Regions from separate parts of the Zea mays genome. Here region 2 is linked to region 1. A link is a contact called in public Hi-C data. All regions are on one chromosome and are shown on one strand. The core of a region is the stretch at or near the end of the contact, and the rest is flanking DNA. Distances in the headings are between cores, read along the strand shown. Region 1 holds the start of LOC103639377 (2-oxoglutarate (2OG) and Fe(II)-dependent oxygenase superfamily protein). Region 2 has its middle 10 kb from the start of LOC103639380.

Region 1 (3,096 bases), core at 510-3,009:
CATATGATAATGATATGTCTTGGGACTACGCAAGCTGTCAACAGGAACCAAAATCCCAACAGTGACAGTTGCATTAGATCCTTCTAGAGTATCTCAATTCTCAATTAGCTTTAAAATACAGTACTACATCACTTCATAAGGTAAGAGTCCATAGAACCACACCTAGCTAGAAGATCTAAAATGACTGATCACATATAAGCATGCACTACAGATATACATTGCATGGATGTAGTCTAGACTCTAGAGACTGAAGTGTTGTGAAGTGGGTCCCAGATAACAGAGACAGTAATCACTTTAGCATGATGCGCCACAAACCCAAAACAAGCATAGGCGCAATAGATGCAACATATAAACAGGAATAGGCCTTAGCTAAACTGACGAAACTGCAAGGGAAAAATAAAGATAGATCCTTACTGTGAATGCCCTTTGCCTAAGATAAGGCTTGTTGTCATCACTGTGCCATCCAATAGAAGCTCCCTTGCACCAACTGCATAGCGAACATGGTTTAAGTGGGAGCACGTTGTGTCAAGGACTATAAGAACGTTCAGATGTGATGTTCCACTTTTAAGGAATGTGCATGTAGTGTTGATAAAATGATAAAACTGCATATAGCTTATGCAGTACACATGCAAGGTATGTAATCTCATTATACAAATTAATCATCACATAGTAAAGAAAACTATCGCAATAATGGCCAAATTTATCAACATGGTACCAAATCATTCACGCTACTAGCCCAACACTGAATACTGTTCAGCCACTAGTATAATTATATAAATCTGACAAGCCCGGTCGATCATTGGTATGGGCACCACATGGAAACACTCTACAGCAGCTGTTAATCCCGTGAGAAACATTGTGAATTTGATCAACACAATAAGGGTATGATTGGATACCATGAGGTAACTGTTAGCTAGCTAATTTTAGCTCAAAATAGCTCTAATGCATCCAAACAGGAAGGTAGATATATGGAGTATTTTTTTAGTTACTTCAACTAGTTCTTTGCCAACTAGCTGGACAATCATAGCTAATTTTTATCCAAACCGGTAACTAGCCATGTATATCCAAACAGACCCTTAAGGTAGCTGAACAAAGCACCCATACTCACACGTCACACCGCACTCGGCAGTCTGCAGAGAAACGCTGAGAGCACTAATTTGATGCTGGCGTTAAACTTGCCACTTACAAAAATGCTGGAGCTAAACCGGTACAGCCAAACACATAGGAAGCGAAGTCCACGCAACACGACGACTGTGCACCTGATAAGCCCGGTGAACTCGATGAAGAGATCGAAGTGGCAATCGAAGAAGGACTCCACAGCGTCGCGGAGGCGCTCGCGGACGGGCACGAACGGGAGCAGGAGGTGGCCGCAGCCGGTGGCCGCCAGGTGCGGCAGAGATGTCGATATCACCGAGGGGCGGTACCCCGCTGCGCCGCAGCTCCGGTGCACGAACTCCAGCTCCTGCCGCACGCACGCGCCGCGCCCGTGAAGCGATTCCAGACCGAACCGAGCAGCTAAGGTTTAGGGTTCTAAGCGCCAAGCTTCAGTGGAACAGTGGTTTCGGGAAGGAAGGAGAGTACCTTGCATGTCTCACGGGAGAGGAAACCTCGGAGCAGAACGCGGGGATGGTCCCCGGCGGCCGGCGGCGGAGGCGAGGTGGTGGTACTGGACATAGGGATCCCTAAAGCCCGATTCCTTGGTCACAGTGTTGTACGGAGTACTGTTGTTGCCAATCCTGTTTTAAGATAATTGAACTTTTGTCACTCACAATGTCTTCTTGTTATGTATATAAACTGTGAGTCCAGTTGGTTCTATAAAATATGGGTCTGATGACAATTTTACAAATCTGTTTCTTGCTGATAACAAATATCAGATTTTATCGTCCCTCTTCGGGCTGTCTCCAGCAATTGAGTTTTTTTTGGTATTATAGGTTTTCTTTTAACAAGCTTTTCTACCTTATGATATCAATATAATCTTTTCTATAATAGTATTTATAAGTAGTGTTACTTTTTAAAATAATAGTATATCCTTTTTATATTTCTTTTTCCCTTTGTTTTTCCTCATCTTCTAAACTGCTCGTATTGTTGTGAACTGATGTGTTTAGAAACTGTAAACACCGTTTTGAAACCTGTTGTGTTCAGAAACTGTAACACCATTTTTATTCAAGGCATGATTGCTGGATTATATAGGTGTGAACTGATGTGTTCAGAAACTAAACATACAGAGGATAATCATCAGGTCTAAATATCGATAGAGCATGACCTGCACAGTATGATCATCTAACCGCAATGTTTACATTTTCTTTTGATTTTACTATGGAAAGAATCAACGCTGACTTGTGATAATGCTTTGCATCCTTACTAAACTTGAGCCCAACGCTGGAGAAAGATAGCAGAGGCTTGAGATGGATTTGTTCATTTGCAGCGGCGCTGAACAGATGCAGATTGGGGACAGGGGCAATATGAGCAGTTTAGAAGACAGGGAAAAAAGAAAAAAAAAGGAATATAAAAAGGGCTAGAATATTATTTTAAAGAGTAACACCACTTATAAATACTATTATGGAAGGTTATTTTAAGAGTACCATAAAGCAAAAGCCTGTTAAAAGGAGACCTATAATAGCAAAAAACTTGACATATCCCGTGCTCAAGGAGTTTTGGTGCTCATATACACATTTTAAAGGTGATAACCTTATTTTTGCTGGTGTCCTCATTTTTACTCTTAGGACCTGTTTGGGAACTCTATTTCTCAAAACCGTAGTTTATAATACCACTATAGTATATTTTACATCAGTCTAATCTAACACATGTTTGAAGACAAAGTATTTTAGTTGTAGTGTAGAAGAGAAGACTGCAGCTGCGTGAGCCAAAAACTTCGGTCCGGACCAAAGTTTTTTTTACCCCAAAAATATTGTGGTATTGGTAAAACCATGGTTTAAAATACAGAGTTTTTAGATGTGCTTCCAAACATCTTTTAGTCTAAAATACCATGTTATACTCAAATACCATGATATTGTCTTGGGACTAAGAAAATATGATGTTCCCAAATAGGCCTTTAGTTGTGAAAACTGAGAAAAAAAAACACAACTAAGCATACAA
Region 2 (3,035 bases), core at 146-2,645, 160 kb before region 1:
TTTTAGCTCAAATAATGATAGATATAATGTAAATGTTGTTATAGTGGTCAACGAGATGTCATATACAACCCCGACGTAAGAGATGTGCGTGAATCCAGATAGTTACCGTACATATCAACTTATCAAGCCAACGTGAGAGACATAGATAACTCTAATGCGTTGTATTTATGATCGTAAAAATCAAGTTTGAGCTCATGCCTTGGCGCAACCATCCCTATGCAGCAATCTTCAGATGGTGTATGTGGGCCTGTACATGCATGGTCCACTGGCCCGTTCACGCCCCCCTCCCCCCCCCGACCGGCGGGCCGTGTGGGAGGCCATGGAGAGTGGCACCGCCTGGGCGGCTGACACCGCCCAGGAAAGCTTGTAGTCGTTCCTCTCGAAGAACCGCATATAGGCTGTGTGCACCTCGTAGTTGTGCAGAGGATGGGCATAAACTCATGTTGTATCGGCGTTAATGCTAACTCTTGAGTTTAATAAAGTGTTCCTTAACCAAAAAAACAACAACAAGTACACAGCATATCAAACAAAACAAAACAACCAACGCGTACTCGCTTCATTCGCCGTCGGCCAACTCTAAACCCTAAACCCGCCCGATCCTCTCGCAAGCACTGATCAGCGGCATCAGCCACGGCTCCTCATGAGCAGCGACCTCACGGTCACGGAGGGGCCGCCGTGGGGTCTCGCCAGGATTAGGGACCTCCTGCTCATTGCAGGACCAGATGTCTGTCAGTCTGTGCTTCAGTGTTAAACTCCTGAGAAAAACAAAAGCAATTTTGCAAAGGCCGCGACGGTGTCATTGCGCTATCACAGCTTTCCTAAATTGCTACCGTGTATATATCGCCGAGCACCGCCAAGCATGTTTAGATGCTTCGCAGGTTGTAGCCGTGTGTAGGACGTCGTCTTGTCTAGGGAATAATACTTGCTTTTCTAGCTAGCCTGGTCAAACAGTACTGCCAATCTTATCAGAGTAACATCAATTCTTTGCCCTTGATTATGATCTAATCCTCAGGGAGAAAAGACCAAATGAACTGTACTCCACTTTGTAATAATGCTGCCGTTTTATCTGCTTCTGATAAGGGGGAAAAATATGCGATTTCTCTGTAGTAATAGTAACCCATGGTATGTAGTAAGCGCAGGTGCACTGCACAGACAGAGCATATTCTCTGCAGTAAAAAGGGACATGGCCAGTGTGTGTGTTCTCTTACCGGAGCATTCAGCGCCGGGTGAAACGGATGGCCCTGGCGGCGTGCGGTGAAAGCTGTTTCGCACGTGAAGAACGCAGGCCACGAGTAAAAGGCGTTTTTTGGTTCCTTTTGCTTAAAGGGTAGGCTGTCATCTCATCTGCTGTGCTGTGCTGTTGCAGTGCCCCCACTTTCGCGTTGCAGTTGCAGGGACGGGGAACGGAAGCATTGATGCCAAGCCCACGACACGAGTAGCATAGCAAGCAGTGCAACCTTGCCTTGCTTTGCTATACGCCACCACGCCGGTCCAGTACCGTATCGTGGGCCTCGCTATCCAATCTGAGGTTCTTTTTCTCCGCGCATAGTACTTTCCGATTCTCATAAATTCTAGATAGATATATTCTCTGAGCTTTGCCACACGTAAAGCAAAGCATGTCATTTCATCAAACAAAAAACTACAAAAAAAATCAGATTATTATTCCGTGAAATCATTCGTTTTTTTGGTCTCTTCTTTCTCGAGAACGAATCCTAGGACATTGGACCATTATACATACAGATAGCTACTTTATTCTTTTTATAAAAGGATCGATTCCCGAAGGAAAACAACGACGACATGGGACGACTTGGAAGAATGGTCAAGGTCCAACGTGTGCATATGGATATGGATGTATAGGAAACAAGATCTAAGGAGCGATTAATTTTAAGAGTAGAATCATGTATAGTTCCTAAATTTATCGTCATGTGTCATCTAGTTCTCTGAGCTCGTAATTTGGACCTCGAGTTACTTTGTGCTTCAATGTGTCAAGTCACGTTACAATGAATCCCCATGGCTCAGGCTTTGACAAGTGAGTCCTGCATGAGGGTTGCAGTGCCAGTAAAGCCCACATGTAGATCTCTCTCTCTCCCCCTAGATGTCATAAGGTTTGAGGACCCATTGATACACTACACCAAAATCATACACTTCCTACGGTTTTTTAACTTCCTACAGCTTTTATATAAAACCGTAGGAAATACATAACTTCCGAGAGGCAACTGATACCTCTAGGAAATAAACATAACTTCCTACAGTTTTTTATAAAAGCTGTCGGAAGTTACAAAACCGTAGGAACTTAACTAACTTCCTACGGCTGGCTCTAGGAAGTTAGGTTTCATCCGTTCACAAGCCAATAGAATAGCTAACTTCCTACGGCTGGCTCTAAGAAGTTAGCTGCCCAGTTAACTTCCTACGGCCTCCTCTAGGAAGTTAGGTTTCATCCGTTCACAAGCCAGTAGAATAGCTAACTTCCTACGGCTGGCTCTAGGAAGTTAGCTGCCAAAATAACTTCCTACGACCTCCTCTAGGATGTTAGCTTTGAGCTATTGACGAGTCAACCAAAAACATAACTTCCTACGGCTGGCTTTAGGAAGTTAGCTGCTTACCTAACTTCCTACGGCTTTACTCTAGGAAGTTAGGATTCATCTGTTGACCGATCAAACGAAAATCTAACTTTCTACAGCCGGCTGTAGGAAGTTAATTAACTTCCTAGAGGCAAAGCATAAACCCTAGGAAGTTACCTAACTTCCTACGGCTTTACTCTAGGAAGTTATGTTTTTAGCTTTTACCTCCCTCTTCTCTCACCTTTCACAAAATATCTTCTCTCATCTCTCAGACGCCCGCGCGCCATTCTCCTTCGCGCCGCCCCTGCCCTGCCGCCGCCCGCCCCGGCCGCCCCCGGCCACCGCCCGCCCCCGGCCGCTGCCGGCCGCGCCCGCCGTCTAGACCGCGCCCGCCGCGCCCGCCGGTCCGGCCGCGCCGGTCTGCCCGCCAGTCTGCCGCGAGGAGCCGCCGCCCGCCGGTCTCCCAACCGCGGC

Evidence for each region. Hi-C and Micro-C count contacts between places; a contact is called where the count stands out from the background.
Region 2: a Hi-C map of ear shows a contact between it and region 1, with 2.0 times the contacts expected there. The contact joins the enhancer-like site here to the promoter of LOC103639377 in region 1. A contact is called at or near these places in 2 of 25 Hi-C or Micro-C datasets (ear and leaf).

What each region holds. Positions count from the first base shown.
Region 1 is chr9:150,093,413-150,096,508 of Zm-B73-REFERENCE-NAM-5.0, reverse strand. LOC103639377 (2-oxoglutarate (2OG) and Fe(II)-dependent oxygenase superfamily protein) reads right to left here and starts at 1,759. Exons shown (of 9, transcript XM_035962707.1): 1 at 1,582-1,759; 2 at 1,260-1,462; 3 at 415-487. The coding sequence starts at 1,674.
Region 2 is chr9:150,250,606-150,253,640 of Zm-B73-REFERENCE-NAM-5.0, reverse strand. No RefSeq gene overlaps it. Among protein-coding and RNA genes, the nearest start is that of LOC103639380, 10 kb to the right of the region's middle. Within about 2 kb of position 1,395, at least 19 of the 20 cell types and tissues checked have an H3K27ac peak or open chromatin away from gene starts, as enhancers often do. A contact at or near this core is called in ear and leaf, where this site is marked.